Regions from separate parts of the Sus scrofa genome. Here region 2 is linked to region 1. A link is a contact called in public HiChIP or PLAC-seq data. All regions are on one chromosome and are shown on one strand. The core of a region is the stretch at or near the end of the contact, and the rest is flanking DNA. Distances in the headings are between cores, read along the strand shown. Region 1 overlaps APLP2 (amyloid-like protein 2). Region 2 has its middle 53 kb from the start of SNX19.

Region 1 (3,449 bases), core at 407-2,906:
TCTGGGGCGGGGGGGGAAGAGAGCCTGAAAAACAAGGCACAGCTTAAGAAGGGAGATGCCAGGAAAGCTGAACAAACACAGCTGAGCTAAATAAAGTTACTTCCTGGCACAAAGGAGGTGTGCTCTGGTCCCGGCTTTGGTTTCCTTCCACCACAGGTGAGCAATTCCAGAGGACGCCAGTTGAGAGGTGAAAACGTCCTTGTAACATAAGCTCACAACTAACCAAGAGGAGGTGTCAAACTTAACTTGCGGGGAGTCTGGCCCTGTCCGTATTTCAAAGGGCCCTGGAGGACACGTCTCACCTGGATGAGAGTCTGCCTCTCTGCTTTGGGGAGATTCTTTGCTTGAAGTTCAGCCTCTTCCCATTCCTTCTTCACCTGGAACAAAGGTCAAAGCCACTATAACCAGAATAATCTCTGAAACAACTCTCTCCTCTTTGAAATCACTGCCTGGCCCTGTGGGAAAATACAAAAGGAAACTGCATCCCATGATCCCTCAGGAGCTCAATGAATGTGTGTTCCAGAATTGCTGCCCCAAAGGTGCCAGGCCTCGGCTTCCCCACTGGAGCTCCACTACCCAACTGCCTCTTTCATAACCTCTTATCCTTGGGAGGGTTCTTTACCAACCTAAGTGCCTTAGTTTCCTCACAAAAAAGGGGTGGCGGTGGGGGGTTAATACCTACTTCTCAGACCTGATGCAACAGAGTAACAAGCATTCCCAGTGTATGAGCCCAGCACAAGTGATGTGTGGGATTTCAGGTGGTACTGGAGCTGGCAAGAAATTCCCCTTTCAATTTTCTTTCAACCCTTCTGAGTAAGACTGGGAGAAAGTTGTATTCTGGTGCTCCTGTTGCTCTAACAGTTTTAACTCCTTTAAGGAAAAAAAAAAGCATCCCTGGAGACTCAGAACTTTTAGTGGGCCATAGTATCTAGCCAGAATGTTTTAATGCTGCTTGCTTTCATCTAATGTATTTTTATAGTTACCTTGTTCTAATGGCAAATGATACTAGCTTTCTACTTGCAACATTGATACAGAGTTTCCTTCTTTAAAATAAAAAAAGAGAGTTCCCTGGTAGCCTAGGGCGTTAAGGATCTGCTGTTGTCACTGCTGTGGTACGGGTTTGATTTCTGGCCCTGGAACTTCCGCAGGCCACCGGTGAGGCCAAAAATAAATAAATAAATATAGATGAAATGAACAAATTCCTAGAATACAACTTAGTAAAATAAAAAACAAAATAAAAATTTAGAAAAAACTTAAGCTAGTTAATGGCAAAGGAAAATAAGCAGAATATAATGTTTACAGGAAGTGCTCTGCAGAGACGAGAGTCTGGAATAGATAAGCAATCAGAGGGTAATTCCATTATCATGGAGATGGGAGGGGGCCCTAGGACTGCCCAGAAGGCAGGCGGCTCATACTCTCACATCTCACCCATCCTCACATAGTTAGTTAGGGTAAAAATCTGGGGAGGTGGTATCCTTTGCTTCAACTACAGGGCCCAGGTTACCCCATGCCTGACACCATGAAGGTAAGGGGGCCAGAGGTTTACCCTGTCCATCCGGTTGCGGTGCCGGATTTCCAGCTGCTCCTTGGCCTTCTGGAAGCGCGCATGCTCGTTGTCATCTGCAGAGGTCTCGAAATACACATCGACATCATTGGTTGGCAGAGGAGTTGGGGGAACTGAAATAAAACGACGAGAGGGTTCTCCCTGGAGGTCGAGCCCAGGTTGAAGCCACACCATGCTCTGGGAAGGAAGCCCAGCGGGGCCTGCAGAAGGGGCTGCTCAAGGTCGGGGCTCCACTCCGCAGAACCCACTGGGCCATCTTCCTTACCCAATATTCAGCCAGCAGCCCCCATCCGCGCCCCCTGGTGCCTTCAGCACCAGAAAGGCATCTACTTAGGGCTCCAGGGGTACCTAAGGGACAGAAAAAGAAAGCACTTCTCCTATAGCTCCCCTCTGTTCTTGAAACTTTACCCCCCCCACCCCCAATCACTACCCCATTGGGGTCAGGGAGAGCATTGAGACCAGAGAGAGGACCGAAGTCCCACATGCAAAGGCACTGCAGTGCTCAGGCCTCCTCCTTTTTTCTGGCTATTTTTAGGGCACAACTCACTTTGGGGAATGGACTGAACTGAATGTTCTTTGCACACAGACTGGGCAGAGGAAGTCCAAACTGCTCCAGCTACAACTGGAACTGGGGACCCTCAGCCCCACCCCGACAGCAGGGACAACATATTTGACAAAGACTTACCATGGGTGTGAAGATAACTGGCACTTTTCCAACCATGACACTCATTGGCCTTACCAGACCACCACCCAGGGAACAAACCCACTAGAACAAACACTCCACACCGCTGGGCTAAGTTCTTACTGCCCCCAGGCAGACAAATGCCTGCACAAGGGACCTCAGGAAGGACTGAGATGACAAGTTTACTTAGCCAGCCTCCTGAGAAATACCTATGGGAGCTCTTACTGCCCTCATTCCCTCGGGATTTCCCGGGCTGGGGAGGATGTCAGGTAACCAGCTTATACAACTTGCTCTAGCCAAGACACATGGTTAGAGCTTAGCAGCGAGTAAAGGCCAAGTTCAACACGTTTTCATTCAGAAACAAATTCACCTAAGTTCCAGGATTGCATAACTTTAACTCAACATGATAACAAACATAACTGACAATGAGACCCCAAATAAGTCAGCCTCTCCCCATCCTCCCATCAGAGCGTCTTCATTCACCCTCTTATTTGGTTGTAAACCTAAAAGCTATGGCTAAAAATCTTGTCGAGAATATCTGGCTCCTACATTAAGTTTGACTTGGATCTCAACAGCCAATTCTCAGATTAACTAAATCAGAATATCTATAGCTTCGGAAACCACATTCCCCACGATACTCAAAAGCTGAGCTGGGAGAATTTCAAAGCATGAGAGTCCGTCCGTGCCAACAAGCACATCACCGTCAGTGATGCACGTCTGCAGCTTAAAAGGCTTATGTGTTGGAGACAGTCTTTGGTTCCTATCGCTGGGCTGGACAAAGATAACACAATGCAAGCTGCCTCTGCCCCTGGGAGTGAAAGGGCAAAGGGGCAGCAGGGCTGGGGGTTTGGTTCTGAAGACATGATGGGCTTGGGCCAAGAACCACACCCCTCTGTCCATGTGCAAATGACTGGCTCAGGAGGTTGGCACAGCGGCAGGCCTCAGTCCCCTTCAAAGAGGGACACAAACTTGACCACTGGAACAGTGATACTTCTGGGTTCCAGAGAACTCCAGCCAGAGGTCTCACAAGTGCTTGGACAGACCGCTTCTCCTGGGCAGGTCCGACTTCCAAGGTAACAGGAAGCTACAATTCTGCAGACTTGGACACTGCTCTAACAGTCTGTCATTCCGTGGTCTGAATGATCCTTTGAAAAAAGACTGCCACCTCCACATTCAGCCACATCTTTAATAACCCTGATTCTT
Region 2 (3,449 bases), core at 610-3,109, 650 kb before region 1:
CATCATTCCTCTGAGGAATGTAATACTTTACCCATGTATAGGAGCTTATAAACTCCAAGTATTTCATATCCAATATTTTATTTAGATCCTTATAATCACTTTTAAAGGTAATTTGGGAAGTTATTAGTGTCCTCATTTTACTGAAAAAGAAACAAATATGGAGAGTCTGTCTTCTGCTTGTGATCCCTCGCCTCGTTTGTTTCAAGAGGCAACAGCACAGGGATTAAGAGTTACCGTTCTGGCTCACCGGTAACAAACCTGACTAGTATCCGTGAGGACGCGGGTTCCATCCCTGGCCTCACTCAGTGGGTTAAGGATCCAGTGCTGCCGTGAGCTGTGATGTAGGTCACAGATGCAGTTCAGATCCCGTGTTGCTGTGGCTACCGCTCCAATGTGACCCAGCCTGAGAACTTCCACAGGCTGTGGGTACGGCCATAAAGAGACAGAAAAAGAGAAGGAAGGAAGGAAGGAGGGAACGAGGAAGGTCGGACAACAGACAACCAGGTGTGAATCCCAACTTCACCACTGATTAGCTCCGTGTCCTTCCATAAGTGACTTAAAATCTCTGTGCATGAGTTCTCATTCATTAAGTGGGAATAATAATGGTACTGTCCTCAGAATGGGGGAGGGGCTGAGTTACTATATTTAGGACCCTTTGAATAAGCTGCAGCACACAGTTCCTAATAAATGTTTGTCATTGTCACTGGGGAGCCCAAGACCAGGCCTTCCACCCTCCAGCTCAGGGACGTTTCTGCTGCCCCCCGCGGCATCCTCCTCCACATGCAGACTGGACATACGGCGGCCATCCATGTTTCAGTGAAAACTCATCCCAGAGTGCACATCCCCTGGAACTCCAGTTGGTCCTTTCGCCATTAATTCAAGCTGCTTTTCATTGCTCTAAAGCTTTAAAAATGTATAAACCACACACTTTGACCCAGCATCACTGCCAGCCTAAGGGCAGGTGCTCCCACCCTCCTCGGAAAAAGCCCTTCTACTTCAATCTTCAGCCATAAGAAGCCTTAGGTGCCTCGTTGATATGGGGATGCTCGTCACCACCTCCAGGCCTTGCCTTAGGTGGACTGTCCACTGGAACAGTCTCTCTTTTCCTTCCTCATGTCATTGTCATCCGTGCCAGACCAGTCGGTCCTGGACCATTTGTTTCTAGCCCTCTGAGTACTTGTCTTGTCTTTTGCACTTTTCTTACCTACTTTTTGCAAGTCCAGCCTGTGGTGTGTGGGGGCTTGCACTCTCCATGGCACACGGCAAAATGCTCAGGACCCAGTGGGTCCCTAAATAGTGCTCAATCAGAACTGACCAACAGTTTGGGGAACTGCCTCTCTGAGCAGCTGACAGTCACCCCTACCCCTTAGTTGCACGTTCAAGTGTCAGGGGACGTACCCAGATGGCATTCAACAGCACAGTGCCTAAAAAGGGGGGGACCTTTAGGAGCTGTCCCTGGGGAGGGGGGCGGAAGGGAAGAGACCTCTCCCCGTGCTCAGAGCAAGTCGCGCCACGGAGCCCCACAACCCGCCTGCACGCATTGGGGCTCGGGAAACACAGGCCCATCAGCAGCTTGAGGAGCACCCGAACCAGGCGGGACCTTGTTCTTTGGTTAAAAACAAGTGAAGGTCATCTGCCCCCGGGCCACTTGGCACCGTGGTACCGTGACAGAAGGGGTTCCACTTAAAGGGCAGCGCAAATCCAGGGCATTAAAATAACCCGAATGGTGTCGTTTTCTGATCAAATGCCTTTCCCTCTCGGGTTTGTGATTTTTGAGCCTGAGAATGTCTCCCCACAGCTCAGGTTTCCCCACTGCCACCCTGGTCTCAGGCCTGGAATGTGCGTACTGGCCATCGAGGTCTGATGTGACTATGTCACTGTCCTGAAATGGAGAGACATTATCTCATGGCCGGTGGCAGCGGACAGGCACCAGCGTGCTGCTGGCAGGCACGGCTCGAACGCGGGACGGTCCCAGGAGTGTCCCCTATCCCAGCTCTCAGTGACAGATGGCCTGAGGGCCCAGGCTCTGAGCTGCGCCTGGTACCCTGGGGTCCTGCAAATTTTCCCACCTGGGAGAAGCCCAGGGAAGCCTAGACCAAGACGGGAACCGGCTCACTCTTGGACCATCATGTTGGTTTGCAGAAAGGCCACCCCTGGTCAGGACGCCCTTGCGTATCTGGAAGGCTTGGTCAGCATGCAGAGCGCAGCCGTGCACAGGACAAGAGACCTGCACCCAAGGCCAGGCTGACCTCCGTCCTTCCTTAGCTGGGCCCCTGGGCAAGGGCTTCACCCACAGGGCACATGGGCCTGGTGGCCTGTGAGGCCACCATCCCTTCCAGCTCTTGGAGAGGACGAGGCCTCAGGGAACCACCAACCTCCCATGTGCCAGACATGCAGGAGGGCCTGGTCCCTTGGTCAGGATGCTCTTCTGGGCTGAAGAGCAGCCCCTTCTCATGCAGCCTGGGGAGGAGGGCCGGGCGGGCCCTTTCCTCCTGCATCTGCCTGATGCTCACGCACTTCCTGGGCTCTACTATGAGACACTGCTGTGGCTGCTGGGCCAGTTCCCAAATAGGTCTTGCCCACTCAAGCTTCTCCACTGAAAGTGCCTCTTTGCGGCTCTCCCTTTCTTTACAGTCCAGAAGCTGTTCCTCTACTGGGCGAGGTGTCAGAGCAACCACCTCCAGGCCCTGGAGCACCACGAAGCTGCACGGCAGCACAGATCCCACACACAGCTCCCACCACTGGCCTTTATGGCCACACGTTAGCAGGAGCGCGCCTTCTAGGCCCTTCCATGCAGAGACTGTATTTTGTCTCTCAGTGCCCCCACTGCCTGGCAACATGCTCACAGCACTGATGTCCCATCACACTTGGCATCAAACCCTGAGAGGGGATCCAGCGACACAGCCGCATTTCCTGACCCGCGGCCTCCTGACCTTCCTCCCAGACCCAGCTCGCTGGGATCAGACCCTGCCTGGCATGTCTGCTCTGGATGTCCAGGGCTCACCCCCTCGTCCACGGTCTCCCACCAAATGCCACCTTCACAGAGAGGACTTTCCCAACCACGCTTTCTAAAACAGCTTTCCTCATTCCCCAGCCCTCAAGCTGTTTCATTTCTCTTCATGGTACTTAACGCTGGTGGACTGTTGTTACATTTTATCACACTATAGTGTATTACAGATACTGCACATTTTCAGATTTTGGTCATGTGTGACTGACCCCATAAGATGGCCAGCTCCAGAGGGGCCAGGACTGGCTGTATTCCCAGCTTGTCCCCGCAGCAGTGTCGGCAATGCCGGAGGCACGCACTGTTTACTGAATTAATGTGGAGGAAAATGCACGCCAAGGTGAACTCTTCCTTGCAAAGGCAAGACCGTGATGGCTGATCATGTGACAGGCAGGAGATGATATAGGACTTTCTTTTAAAGAACCAATGAGAAGTTCCCTTCGTG

The links. HiChIP or PLAC-seq counts read pairs in DNA pulled down with a chosen protein or histone mark.
Region 2: a contact with region 1 is called in an H3K27ac HiChIP or PLAC-seq map of skeletal muscle. The contact joins two enhancer-like sites. A contact is called at or near these places in 1 of 47 Hi-C or Micro-C datasets (epiblast stem cells) and 1 of 2 datasets of contacts at active chromatin or transcription factors (skeletal muscle).

The regions. Positions count from the first base shown.
Region 1 is chr9:56,849,843-56,853,291 of Sscrofa11.1, reverse strand. APLP2 (amyloid-like protein 2) reads right to left here. Exons shown (of 17, transcript XM_021063158.1): 8 at 1,547-1,677; 9 at 303-377. Among named protein-coding and RNA genes, the nearest start is that of ST14, 37 kb to the left of the region's middle. Within about 2 kb of position 1,656, at least 4 of the 83 cell types and tissues checked have an H3K27ac peak or open chromatin away from gene starts, as enhancers often do. A contact at or near this core is called in skeletal muscle, where this site is marked.
Region 2 is chr9:57,503,816-57,507,264 of Sscrofa11.1, reverse strand. No RefSeq gene overlaps it. Among named protein-coding and RNA genes, the nearest start is that of SNX19, 53 kb to the left of the region's middle. Within about 2 kb of position 1,859, at least 1 of the 83 cell types and tissues checked has an H3K27ac peak or open chromatin away from gene starts, as enhancers often do. A contact at or near this core is called in skeletal muscle, where this site is marked.